Regions from separate parts of the Mus musculus genome. Here all the other regions are linked to region 2. Evidence: chromatin contacts called from public Micro-C and promoter capture Hi-C data. All regions are on one chromosome and are shown on one strand. The core of a region is the stretch at or near the end of the contact, and the rest is flanking DNA. Distances in the headings are between cores, read along the strand shown.

The links. Promoter capture Hi-C pulls out the DNA fragments that hold promoters and counts their contacts. A called contact is a pair of places that touch in the nucleus more often than the background predicts.
Region 1: a promoter capture Hi-C map of hippocampal neurons shows a contact between it and region 2, with 2.8 times the contacts expected there. The contact joins the promoter of Paqr6 here to the promoter of Hcn3 in region 2. A contact is called at or near these places in 2 of 39 promoter capture datasets (hippocampal neurons and liver) and 1 of 9 other capture datasets (liver).
Region 3: a Micro-C map of embryonic stem cells shows a contact between it and region 2, with 4 times the contacts expected there. The contact joins the promoter of Ssr2 here to the promoter of Hcn3 in region 2. A contact is called at or near these places in 4 of 39 promoter capture datasets (hippocampal neurons, liver and pre-B cells), 1 of 484 Hi-C or Micro-C datasets (embryonic stem cells), 2 of 115 datasets of contacts at active chromatin or transcription factors (astrocytes and embryonic limb bud) and 2 of 9 other capture datasets (liver and pancreatic islet).

The regions. Positions count from the first base shown.
Region 1 is chr3:88,361,650-88,366,025 of GRCm38.p6, reverse strand. It overlaps Paqr6 (progestin and adipoQ receptor family member VI), which reads right to left and starts at 1,437. Exons shown (of 8, transcript NM_198410.3): 1 at 1,403-1,437; 2 at 923-998; 3 at 224-351; 4 at 1-144. The coding sequence starts at 973. Smg5 (Smg-5 homolog, nonsense mediated mRNA decay factor (C. elegans)) reads right to left here. Exons shown (of 22, transcript NM_178246.3): 22 at 3,689-4,376.
Region 2 is chr3:89,158,137-89,162,539 of GRCm38.p6, reverse strand. Hcn3 (hyperpolarization-activated, cyclic nucleotide-gated K+ 3) reads left to right here and starts at 2,383. Exons shown (of 8, transcript NM_008227.1): 1 at 2,383-2,755. The coding sequence starts at 2,481.
Region 3 is chr3:88,577,363-88,581,712 of GRCm38.p6, reverse strand. It overlaps Ssr2 (signal sequence receptor, beta), which reads right to left and starts at 2,105. Exons shown (of 6, transcript NM_001356317.1): 1 at 2,027-2,105; 2 at 1,679-1,833; 3 at 641-739. The coding sequence starts at 1,833.

The DNA of each region.
Region 1 (4,376 bases), core at 188-2,687, 800 kb after region 2:
GGCGACATGGAGCTAAAGGTGTGCGCACAGCAGGATGCGAAGGGATAGAGGCAGGCGGGCAGTAGGAAGACCAGCAGCGGTAGGTGGTATGGGTCCGCGCGAAAGCCCGGGCTGCCTAACGCCAGGAGGCGCCACAGGAAGTACCTGCGCCAGGCACCTGCTCAGGCGCTGGGGCCGTAGTGCCCCTGCCCACCTGGCACCCGTCTGAACCTAATTCGCTCACCAGGTGGGCAGGAAGTGAGTCCAGATGTTGACCGTCTCATTAGTCATCTGGAAGGAGCTGAGAACACAGTCTAAGGCAGAGCTTGTGGGGCATCGGTAGCCAGACATGATGCCTTCTTCCCAAAACACCTGGGGGTGGTGGGGGAGCAGAGCAGTCATCATTAGCAGGCCTTTCCCCTCCATGAAGTGTCAGGTAGCCGGGCATAGTGGCTCATGCCTTTAATCCCAGCACTTGGGAGACAGAGGCAGGTGGGTCTCTGTGAGTTCGAGGCCAACCTGGTCTACAGAGTTCCAGGACAGCCAAGACTACACAGAGAAACCCTGTCTCGAGAAACAAAAAACAAAATAAGAGGTGTCTGGAAACACGATAGAAGATGCACTAGAGATTGCAGTGGTCCCAAGTCAAACACAACCCAACCTATTTCTTACCAGCCTTCCAAACCCACAGGGCAAACAACAGAACCAGAATATTGGGATTAAATAGGATGGGGGAATACACACACACAGGGTGTTCTGCAGATGGGGATTCTGAGAGGAGGGACGTTTAGGAATGTGAGTAGAGGTCACACGTTCTATACTGAAATTGAAACGTAAGAAAGTTAGCTTGCAGGAAGAACTTCCCAAATAGCTAATATGAGAAAAAGCTCTGCCCCAATGAGTTCTCTGAGGAAGGCGAGGTTGATGGATTGGGGCCCCTCACCCGGGGGACCTGATGGACTCGAAGGAGTTGAGGCATCTTGAGACTGAGCATGGTGGCCGGATACCTCCACGTTGACCTGGAGACAGAAGGTCAGGGATTGGCACCCATCCGGTTTCCTATGACCAGATTCAGACTAGAGTCAGCCACTCAGGTGGCCCCTTTCCCCTCCTGGTCCTAGCCTGGGGCATCCAGTCCTGCTTCAGAGGTCCTCAGTCTCTGCGGGTCTGCAGTGAAGGGCTCCCCAGCAGCGAGGCTGCCTCCTGTTAGTAACTCCATTTGCGCCTCGGCCAGAATCCTCAATCCAGGAGGCCCCACATAGAGGACTAAGACCTCCACACCCAAAATTGGTGCCCTCGAGGAAATTGCTAAAGAAGGGCAAGGAATTAGGGGGTGTCCTCCTTTTCTAGAGGATACCACTTGTGCCCTTGGGAATACTCAGAGCCCCTGCCCCTCCTGGGTCCCGTGCCCCTCAGCCCAGACCTGTTTGCCGCGTCCGGGTGGCCTCGGCTCCGCCTGCCCGCCCGCCTCTCAGCCGCCTCTCCCAGCACATTCCTTGGCACCGGCGGAGGGGCGGAGCGAATGAAGTGGGCGGGGCCACTGACCTGGACCGATAGGACCCTTTCTCCCATCTCAGACTAAAACTTCCCAGCAACTCCACCCTCTCTTCTTGCCTCTAGCTCCGCCCATTCTGGAGTCTTTCTAGGATCTAGGGGGCTTCACAACCAGTTTGTCCTCTGAGATGGGTTCTGAGGATCTTGCCCAGCTTAACAACACAAACCTGGTCCCCAGACCCTTCATCCCAAGTGAAGAGGAGGTGTAGGAGAGATGCCTGTGCTGAGTGTTGCCCAGCTGCCCCGGGAAAGGCTGAGCTGAACCGGGGAGAGGTCCCTCTGCCCTCAGCAGTAGGGTCTGGAGAGCTCTGCTGCAGTGAGGAGTGCGAGGCTGGGAAGGTGCTTCACTTCCATTTCCCCAGATGTGAGCTGCATTATTACCCCAGAGATTGACCACGCTCCCAGCCAGGCTGACTGGACTCCACAGGCAGAATCTGGTTCCTGCCACTCAGATTGACAGGGGAAAAAAGTGACTGAGGATGTGGGCCAGGCCTGGCAGAATGGAGAGACAGGAGAACAATCTTAGCCTTGTCTGCCTGTCATGGGGCAGCACGGGGTGGCCCAGCCCCATTAGCAGGCAGCTCACTTGGCCTCCTGCACACAGCCAGCCCTTCAGGGTGTGTCTGGACCCGCTTCACTGTGCTGTCTAGATCAGGCTAGGGGCCCAAGCTGGGATCTAATCTTCTTTGACCAGGACACCTGGCCTGAGTCTCCCACGATCTGAGGTTGCTAGCAGGAACTCCAAAACCAACTGCAGCTGCATCTCAAAAGCAATGCCTATTTTGCCCTTGGTGAATGTTGGCCCACCTGAGAAGGAAGGATGCACCAATCTAATTTACCTTGCCACCGTCTGAGTTGCCACCCCAGGATGGTAGGAATAAAGAACCTTGATTTCAAGCCTCACCCTTTATCCCTTCTGGAGGACATGACCCAGATGGGAACACCAAGCCAGCCCCAGACAGTAGATTCATCAAACACTTCTGCAAAACAGGTATGGTGCTTCCTGTGATCTCAACCTTGGAGAGATGGAAGGAACCACTGAAGTCTAAGGCTGGCTTGGCTATGTAGCAGTTTGGAAGCCTCCTTGAGTTTCCTAGAACTCAACTGCATGTGCTGGAGATACAGTTCCGTGGTACTGATGTGGAACTCAAGCACTGCTTCCAAAACACCCCAAAGGTACGGAGTGTTCCAGCCAGGACTGTGTGAGTGGAGGTGAGGGTGTAAATGTTACTCAACATGGATAAGGCTCGGACTCTCATGACAAAGGATACAGTGACTTACAGTCAACCAAAGGCAAACCTCACAGGCACCTCAGAGGGGGCAATGTAGGGTCACAAGCATCACTAAGTCTAGGTCTAACCATTAAGTCCCCTGTACTCTTATCAACAAAAGCATGATTCTTGGAGGTAGGCAAGACCCTGGGTAACAACTATTCAAAAAAATATCACTGGCAGAGCATAGGGGCACATGCCTTTATCTCAACACTCAAGAGGCAGATACAGGCAGACCTCTTAGTTTTAGGCCAGCTTAGTCTAGAGTGAATTCCAGGACAGCTACAAAGAAACTCTGTCTGGAAAAAACCAAAAACAAACCCAAAACAAATAAACCCAGACAAAACAACATCCAAACCAAACCAAAAACTTGGGTACAAGTCTGGCAATATGTATTATCTATGCTGTGCGAACTCCTATCTGCCTAAATGGTCAGTCTGTTTCTGTTTAAATTAAGTGTAACCTGGGACAGGACCTGAAAGGAACTTAAGGACAATGTTTGCGGCATGCATAAGCATAAAGTGTGAGTATTTCCTGTTCAAGGTCAACGTCGTTTGTGTTTTGCCTGGATAAATCCTTACAATGTATATGTCTGGTGCAAATGGAAGTCAGAAGTGGGAGATGGCACCAGATTCCCTAGAAACGGGACTGTGGATGACTGTGAGCCACCATGTCGTGCTGGGAATTGAAATCCGTCCTCTGCAAGAGCAACAAGTGCTTTTAGCCACTAAGTCATCTCTCCAGCCCCATCAAGGTTGACTCTCTTCCAAGTGTAATGTCTGAGTCTCACTAAGGTGGTGTGTATTTCTCACAGTGTGGCACTTGCCCAGCACACCAAATCCACCCCAGCAAAGCTCCTCAACAGAAGACACAGCAGGCAGAGTGCACTTGGGAAGGGGGTCTTTATTAAGCTTGAGTCTCAAGTCTGCCAGAATTGGAAATGTGGTAACCCCAACTGTTCCCTGGTTTTCCCAGACCTTCTTTCTTAGTGGAAGGCTGGAAGCCAGCTCCTCTTAAGCACAGCCAAAGCAGCTAGGCCAGTTGGGGCAAGGAGGGGGAAGCAGAAAAGAACCCAGCCCCAGCTATGCTCTGCTTCCAGCCTGAGGGGTAGAACTGGGGTCGTCCTGGCCAGAGCCTCTCCTATAGCTCTGCTCTCAGGGTGCTACTCTGCCCCTGAGTATTCATGATCTCTGCTCCTGTGTCATTTGACACTCCAAAACCAGCCTGTGCTCAGCCTACCAGGGCTCTAGTTCTGGGGGTGGGCAAAAGGAGGGTAGTCTAGGATGGAGGAGGGCCCTAAGTAAGCAGCTCCCAGGGACCTTGCCCCTCTGCCACCCTTCCTCCAGCTCTCCCTGGATGGTCAGAGGGGTGGCCTTGGCCTTCGCTCCCTCATTGGCACCCCTTATCCAGTACAGCAGCCAAGAGCACAAAGCACAGTGACTGCTGGTGGGGAAGGGATGACTGCTGGTGTACAGCCATCCAGCCCACACCCTAAGTGGGCCTGGAAGCTGGGCAGCAGCAGAGGAGAAGTGGGGCCTCCAAGTGTGCAGACCCTGCTTCCCTAAGAGCCCC
Region 2 (4,403 bases), core at 1,134-3,633:
TCCCAGCAACCACATGGTGGCTCACAACCATCTGTAATGGGATCTGACGCCCTCTTCTGGTGTGTCTGAAGACAGCTACAGTAAATAAATCTTTAAAAAGTCAAAACAAGCCGGGCTTGGTGGCGCACACCTTTTTTTTTTTTTTTGAGACAGGGTTTCTCTATATAGCCCTGGCTGTCCCAGAACTCACTTTGTAGACCAGGCTGGCCTTGAACTCAGAAATCCGCCTGCCTCTGCCTCCCGAGTGCTGGGATTAAAGGCGTGGCCACCACGCCCGGCATCTCTTTGTATTTTATTGACAAGAATTTTAGGATTAAGGAGGTGTGATTTTAGCAGTGGTGGCACACACCTTTAATCCCAGCACTCGGGAGGCAGAGGCAGGCAAGTGAATTTCTGAGTTCCGGGGCCAGCCTGGTCTACAGAGTGAGTTCCAGGACAGCTAGGACTACACAGAGAAACCCTGTCTTGAAAAAAACCAAAAACCAAAAAAAAAAAAAAAAAAAAAAAAAGTCAAAACAAAACAGGGAAACTAAAACAAAAACAGCAGAACTACGCAGTCCATCACCTGCAGCTTGTGTAATTACTCAGGGCTGGAGAGAGAGCTCAGGGGTCAAGAGCACTGGCTGCTCTCCTAGAGTGAACCAAGTTCAAGTCCCAGCAACCACATGTGGCTTATAACTCTCTCTAACTCCAGTTCCGGGGCCTCTAGTGCCCTCTTCTCACCTCTGCAGGCACCAGGCACACACACATGGTTCATAGAACAGACATAGGAACAAACCCCTCAGACAGATAAAGTAAACAAATACAATTTATAAGTAATTGAAAGTTGCTGAGACTAAGTTCAAATTTTTAGTGATTGGTAAGTTTCACTAAGGAGCTTAAATGTATTTCTTTTTTCTTTCTTTCTTTCTCTCTTTCTTTCTTTCTTTCTTTCTTTCTTTCTTTCTTTCTTTCTTTCTCTTTTTTATTTTATGTATAATATAAAACCAGAAGAGGGCATCAGATCTCATTACAGATGGTTGTGAGCCATCATGTGGTTGCTGGGAATTGAACTCAGGACCTCTGGAAGAGCAGTCAGTGCTCTTAACCACTGAGCCATCTCTCCAGCCCTTAAATGTATTTCTAAAATGGAGACACTTGGAAGGACTTTAAGAAAACTGAACAGTGTCATGTGGATGTAGAAAGTGTACTTGGAGACTGAAACATGAATTTGTCTAGGAGAATTTGGTGAAGACTTCTTTTTTTCTTTTGAGACAGTCTCTTTATGTATCCCTGGTTGTCTTAGCACTTACAATATAGCCCAGGCTGGTGTCAAATTCACAGAGATCCACTTGCTTCTGCCTTCCAAGTACTGGGATTAAAAGACTGCAACACCAAGTCCAGCAGACTTTGAAAATTATTAAAAACTTCTGAGACCAGGTAGAGTGGCACACATTTGTAATCCCAGTGCTTGAAATTCAGAGGAAGATCAGAAGTTCAAGACCAGCCTGAGCTACAGCCCATGTCAAAAACAAAATGTAAACTTCTTGAAATAATTTAGTTGGAGATTATGACGGTTTATCTCAGGCAGTGGCTGTAAGAAGAGGAAAGAAGCTGGGTGGTGGTGGTGCATGCCTTTAGTCCCAGCACTTGGGAGGCAGAGGCAGGCGGGTTTCTGAGTTCGAGGCCAGCCTGGTCTACAAAGTGAGTTCCGGGACAGCCAGGGTTACACAGAGAAACCCTGTCTGAAACAAAACAAAACAAAACAAAACAAAACAAAAAAGTTGTTCTACACGTAAAGCTCAGAAAGGCATGTAGTATGGTATTTCCTTGGTTGTTGATCTGTTTATGGAGATGAACCATTGACTTAGCTAAGATTTCTGTGCTCAGTTTTGCATCCTCAGCATGCACTCAGTGAATGGTTTTGCTAAAGGTTGTCTTAATGAATTAGGAAACACATACTACAGAAAGCAGTTTAGAGGATCTCTGGCATAGCAAGACTCCTAGGAGAGTGCTGAGAAAGGACATGGTCAGAACAGATTCCCATTCTGTCCCTGACCCTCAGGAGGTCCCCAGGCTGCATATGCCCTAGTGAGTTTCCCGCCTCCAGAAGCAAGCTGAGCACTCCCACCACACAGACACACAGACACACACACAGACACAGACAGACAGACAGACAGACAGACAGACAGACACACACACACACACACACACACACACACACACACACAGCACCCACCCACCCTCAGGACCCCTAAGCCACGCCCTCTCGGGAAAGTGTGGGCAGCAGTTGTGCCAGCGGCCCGCCCCGCCCCGCCCCGCCCAGTCTCACGCAGCCCTCGCCAGGGGGCGCAGCTCTCGCACGTCTGTCGCCTGCACACGCCCCCTGTGCCCCGGGCGCACGCGGGTCGGAGCTCCCCTGCCTGGGCTGCTCTCCCAGAGACTTGCGCGCCCGCCATGGCCCTGGACCGGTTGGGGAGGCCCTACGAGTGAGGGCAATCATGGAGGAGGAGGCGCGGCCGGCGGCGGGGGCCGGCGAAGCGGCGACCCCTGCACGCGAGACGCCTCCTGCGGCTCCGGCCCAGGCCCGCGCGGCCTCAGGTGGGGTGCCGGAGTCTGCGCCCGAGCCGAAGAGGCGGCAGCTCGGGACGCTGCTGCAGCCGACGGTCAACAAGTTCTCTCTCCGGGTCTTCGGCAGCCACAAAGCAGTAGAAATCGAGCAGGAGAGGGTGAAGTCCGCCGGGGCCTGGATCATCCACCCCTACAGCGACTTCCGGTACGGGGGGCTCAACGGGGAGAGCGAGGGACACCAGTGCTACCGGCCGGGTGGAGTCACCTCCCCCAACCCAGCCTGGGAATTCCTAGGCGGGTTTCCCCGAGGTCCTCAGTGTTTTGTCAGGTTAGGGAAGCATAAGGGACAGCGAACATCAGGTAATCTCCGAGGACTTAGTGCACCCAATGCAGGAACCTCAATGACCACAGAGAGCATCGGAGTTTGGAAACCTTGCCTCTTTTCAGTACTGTTTTCTGGGGATGTGGGAAATTATATCATGCCCCAAAGCTTGGAGACCTGAGGAAGAAGCCTAGTTCCACTCTCTACCACGCTTTAACCACACACCGAGCACTTGCCCAGTTCAGTAGAACAGATCAGGGACGCTGGGAACGCTGGAGAAGAACAGGGGTCAGTCGGGTCCACAGCTCTGTTTGCTGTCCGTGGTGCTGAAGGCGGAATGCGGCTGGGCGGGGCGGGTACTCAGAAAGATTGGGAAGGAAAGCAGGGGCTCAGCCACCGCCCAGGTGTTTCCCGGAGAGAAAAGGGACAGAGAACTGGGATGTAGCCATTTCACTGTCCCCTTCAGGCTGTACGTCTACATCAAGGTCGCTAGGGGAGAAAATCAGCCCTGCCCTTGGGGACAGTGAAGGACAGCTTTCAGTTGAAGAAATGAGGTGTGTCTCTGGAGCTTGGAAACACAATCGGAGGCCCAGACAGTATCTTCCATTCTCAAACATTCACTCCCTGTAAATAGTCCCCTATTCTGCGTTGTTCTTTCCAGTCCTCTTTATTCTTTCGCTCTCACCTGCCTATCTGTTCTCCAGCAGATCCCCTCCCCTCCCCCAGTTCACCCTCAGACATATCCCCAGAAGCCATATCCCCCTCAGAGTTGTGTTGCTTCGCAGTCCTCTACCACATCACCCGCTGGGCTTGTGACTGCCTGTGAGTCAGGCTGTGAAGATGCTCTGATGGCGCGGCCAACCTTTCCTCCTCTCTCCCAGTGTCTCACAGTGCAAGATTTCTCCTCTGCAGCTGTGGAAGGGGAGGAAGAAACATCAGGGGTTTGTTGCTGAGTGAAAACATTCAAGTCTGAGGGGCATTCGGGGGTGGGTCTGGACTTGGGAACTAACAAGCTTTTTTGGAGGTTGAGAGGATTGATTTTTGCAATCAGAATCAGAAGGGACTGTGTTTAGGACTTACGCTGGGATTAGCCCTGAAACCGTCATGTGTGCTCCAGTGTTTTTTGTTTTTTGTTTTTTTCCTCTGAATGTTGTCCCCTGCTCCCCTCCTGACCTCATATCTACAGTTTCTTCTGAGGCAATGTAGCTTGTCCTTGCGCATCTTAGCACAGGTAGCCTGGAGGAGGGAAGGGGTGCATAGCTCAAGCCTCGATGCCTTGGGATCTCCCAGGGAATCCTCTATGTGCATAGCCCATCTGTGGAGGGGGATGGGCATCCCTGAAAGGCCCAGTTTAAATGAGTACAGGGTAGCCTCTTCCCGTCCCCACCCCCACCAAGGATGGCAGTTCCTCACCTACAGGAAATCATCATTCCTGTTCTCATGTTGGAGTGGGGATGATAGAGAAGGGAAGGACAGCCTAGACTAGAAATAGAGACCTGGAGACGGGAAAAGAATTTCCAGAAGTCTGGAG
Region 3 (4,350 bases), core at 856-3,355, 580 kb after region 2:
CTTTAAAAAAAAAAAAATAACTGTCACAGTGCAGTGGTGGCGCACACCTTTGATCCCAGTACTTGGGAGGCACATGCAGGTGGATCTCTGTGAGTTTTGAGGACAGCCTGGTCTACACAGCAAGTTTCAGGACAGCCTGGATTATGCAGGAAAATCCTGCCTTGAAAAACCAAAACAACAACAATAATAGTAATAATAATAAAAATAAAATAAGAATAAATAATAATAACTTTCAAGTCAGAAAGCAGACACTAAGAGAAGATGCTAACGTGTTACCCGGGGTCTCCATGGTGACACCCCACTGAATCTGCTTTGAGAGCACCTGAGGTATAGAGCACTTCTTACCCAATGTGTGTGAATACCCAGGTCTGTCTCCAGCAGTGCAAAGAAAAAAAGCACATTCAATATCCATTCATAGCCACAGATACCTTTATATGCCTGCATCTCCCTAATGGAGCTTGGGAGATACAGACAGCCTTACAGCCTGAAGGAAGAAGGCACACTCACTCAGCTGATACTTCATCCTCCCCAGATATATGACAAGAAACAGACCACACATCCAGTCTGTTTGCAGCCCCCTTGATGTTTTCCAGGCAATGTTCCTCCCCCAGCCCTCACCACCCATTAAAAAAAAGGATACGGGGCAATCCGGTCCCATTTGACATTGAGCATACCGGAGACAATGCCGAAGTCTTCTGGAGGGAAGGAATCGTCAGATAATTCCACATCTAATGCAGCGCTGGAAAGCAGAGGAAATAAAGAGTGAGGGACAGGGCTGGCGAGATGGCTCAGCAGTTAAGAGCTCCGACTGCTCTGCCGAAGGTCCTGAGTTCAAATCCCAGCAACCACATGGTAGCTCACAACCATCTGTAATGAAATCTGATGCCCTCTTCTGGAGTGTCTGAAGACAGCTATAGTGTACTTACATATAGTAAATAAGAGTGAGGGACATAAAACTAAGGGAACTGACTGGAAAATCCACCTGCTGGTCAAAAGAAACCCCCATAGTAAGTTGGGCCTGTTTTGAAGAATCCAGATCAAGGCCTGGATTCTGTTGCTCAGAAGTGAATTGCCAAAGGTAATCTTGCTCTAATTCTAGACAGGGGAAGTAAGATATAAATGGAAAAATATATAAAAGGAAAGAACAACAAAAAAGTGCTCATAGGAGCCAGCAGTGGTGGCCCATGCCTTTAATCCCAGCACTCGGGAAGCAGTGTGAGAGACAGACAGATGTCTGTGAGTTTGAGGCCAGCCTGGTCTAAGAGTGGACTCTTCGACAGCCAGTTAAGAAACTCGGCCTTGAAAAACAACAAACAACAAAAAAAGTGATTGTAAGTGAAAGAAGAAAGCTGGGAGTCCGCACCCGAGGTAAGAGGACAGATGTACACTCTGTGTCTGCATTTCCTTTTTCACAAGCTGAATTTATCCCTGCCTTTGAAAGCCTTCTGAGACCCCAAAGTGGTTTCTTGTAATTCACCTAAGGATGTCTTCACCTTCAAAAAGCACCCGACAAAGGTAAGCCCTCTAGTATATTCATTCATTCATTCATTCACTCACTCACACACTGCACTCGATACTGGAGGACTCCAAAAGAGAATTCACTCCCCAACAAAACGTTCTCTATGCCCACGTGGAAACTCGGAATTCAGAAGGAAGCTGGCGAACTCTAGGCCGTTACCTGGAGCCGACGTTGTAGATGTTATACTGCAGGGTCAGGTCCCTCCCTTCCACAGCGTATCTGTTGAGCAATGATTTGGAGGCCAAAAGCCTGGCTCCTTCTTCTGCTTGACTGACGGCTAACAGAGCCAACACCACAACCGCCAGCAGCCTCATCTTTGGAAAAAAGCAAAGTGAGCAATCGACCCAAGCATGGGAAACACTGCCAGCCAGGCAGCCTGTGCGGCGCCACACTCCAGCCCCGCCGCCAGGTCCGCAGCCGCGAGCCCAAGCCACAGCAGTGTGTACCGCGCTGCCGGCCAGGCGGGGTCAGCGGGGACCCCAGCGCTCTTGCGTCTCCCAGACTCACCGTGAGCACCCCAAACGCCTCCCTGGGCCACAGACAACCGGAAAACAACGTCAGCCTCCGAAAGACCGGAAACGGATCTGACCGGAAACCCTGATGTCCCTTCCTGTGCCTTATGGATGTTGTAGTTCTGAAACAAGCCCCACCTTCCCCTTTATGGCGGCTGATACCCCAAAGGAGTTGAGTTACCTAGAGTCCTTGACTCTTTCCTGTGTGTCCTCCAATTTCTTCTCATTAATGCTTACCCCATGGAAAACCCCTCTGTTTAAACTAAAACGAAATAAGCTGCATAGGCACAATTTCAAAGTTCAAAGAGTCGCCGACTTTGTTTTAAGGCTGAAGTAGCTGATATAGCCTTTCCTTGAATTCTTAGATTTCCAAGCTGCTAGTCACTGCCTTATGTAATTAGCACTTTATAGAGACTTCAGACAACTAGTAAACAGGGCCAGAGAGACCCCTCGGCAGGTAAAGGCACTTGCCACCATGCCTGCCCACCTGAGTTTGAATCCTTGGACCCATTTAATAGGGCACCGACAAGTTCTCCTCTGAACTCTACATGTGCACACACACATGTGCATAAACACATGAACATGTAAACATGCTTATAGCACATGTGCAGGAGAGTTCTTCCACATCCCTTCTGTAGCACTCTTACATCCAGGATGGGTTTACTCTGCACCTGCTCTGTGCTCTGGCACTACTATAGATGCTGGTGGGGTGATGAGAGAACCTTCTCCCACTGCGCCTGGCTCTCCTGGGACAGACACCCTATGCTTCTTTTTTTTCTTCTTTTTTTGAGACTGGCCTAGAACTCACAAGAGATCCCTTGGCTTCTATTGTCTAAGTGAAACTAGGATTAAAGGCATGTGTCACCATGCCTGTTGTGTTTATAAAAAGATAAGGAGAGGAAATGTGTTTGGTGGATGTGTGGTAAGGTGTGGGGTTAGGGAATGCCACCGCGGGCTCATGCTGAGGCATCCCTTCCCCCCACCCCCAGGGACTAGCCACAGGACAGTATAGTATAGAATAGTTTATTCAGGGCATGGGAAGAGGAGCTGAGAGTTAGGAGAGAGAGAGAGAGAGGGAGAAGTAGAGGCTGGCCATCAGCTCATGGAAAGAAAGAGTGGAGAGAGAGAGAGAGAAAGAGAGAGACAGAGACAGAGAGAGAGAGAAAGAGAGAGAGAGAGGAGGGGCAAGCAGCCCCTTTTATAGTGAGTCAGGCACACCTGGCTGTTGCCAGGTAACTGTGGGGTGGAGCTTAAACAAAATGCTAACAATGCCTAACCCTTTGATTGACCTACCCCCCATTTTTTGTGGGGAGGGGGTTCTTTATATACCTGAACTCTATGTAGATCAGGCTGGTCTTGAACTCTGAGATCCACTTGCTTCTGCCTTCTGGTGCTGGGATTAAAGGTGTGCGCCATGGCTGCCTGGCTTGATTGACTTCTTACAACTATTTACTTTTTTTTTAGAATACTTTATTATTATGTGTTTGAGTGTTTTGCCTGCATGTACATATGTGCACCATGTGTATGCCCAGTGCTCGAGGAGGTCAGAAAAGACAGCTATCACCTGAGCTAGGAAAAAATCCAATTGCACTTCCTGCTTCCACGTGTTCGCTCTTTTGAGCTCGGTCTCTTGGTCAAGAATACAGGGTGAAGCCCTGTCTCTCAAAAAAACAAAAACCAAACTGTGATGGTTTGTATATCCTTGGACCAGGGAGTGGCACCATCTGAAGGTGTGGCCTTGTTGGAATAGGTATGACCTGGTTGGAATGGGTGTGTCACTGTGGGTGTGGGTATAAGATCCTCACCCTAGTTCCCTGGAAGTCAGTCTTCCACTCGAAGCCTTTGGATGAAGACATAGAACTCTCAGCTCCTCCTGTGCCAGGCCTGCCTGGATACTGCCATGCTCCCACCTTGATGATAATGGACTGAACCTCTGAACCTGTAAGCCAGCCCCAATTAAATGTTGTTTTTTTATAAGACTTGCCTTGGTCATCGTGTCTGGTCACAGCAGTAAAACCCTAACTAAGACACAAACCAAACAGAATAAAGTGTGCTTTGTCCAGACTCTTCAGTTGGAATGGTGATCTTTTTCTTTGAAGACCCAAACTTCTTATTTTTGGTTTTTCTGTGTAGCCTTGGCTGTCTGGAACTTGCCCTGGAGACCAGGCTGGCCTCAAATATACAAAGATCTACCTGCCTATGCCTTTCAAGTATCTAAACTCTTCTTCTTTTTTTCCTTTCTTCCTTTCCAAAAAAAAAGAAAGAAAAAAGAAAAGAAAAGAATTTTGCCTTATTGTGGATTACAAATTACTCCTGAAA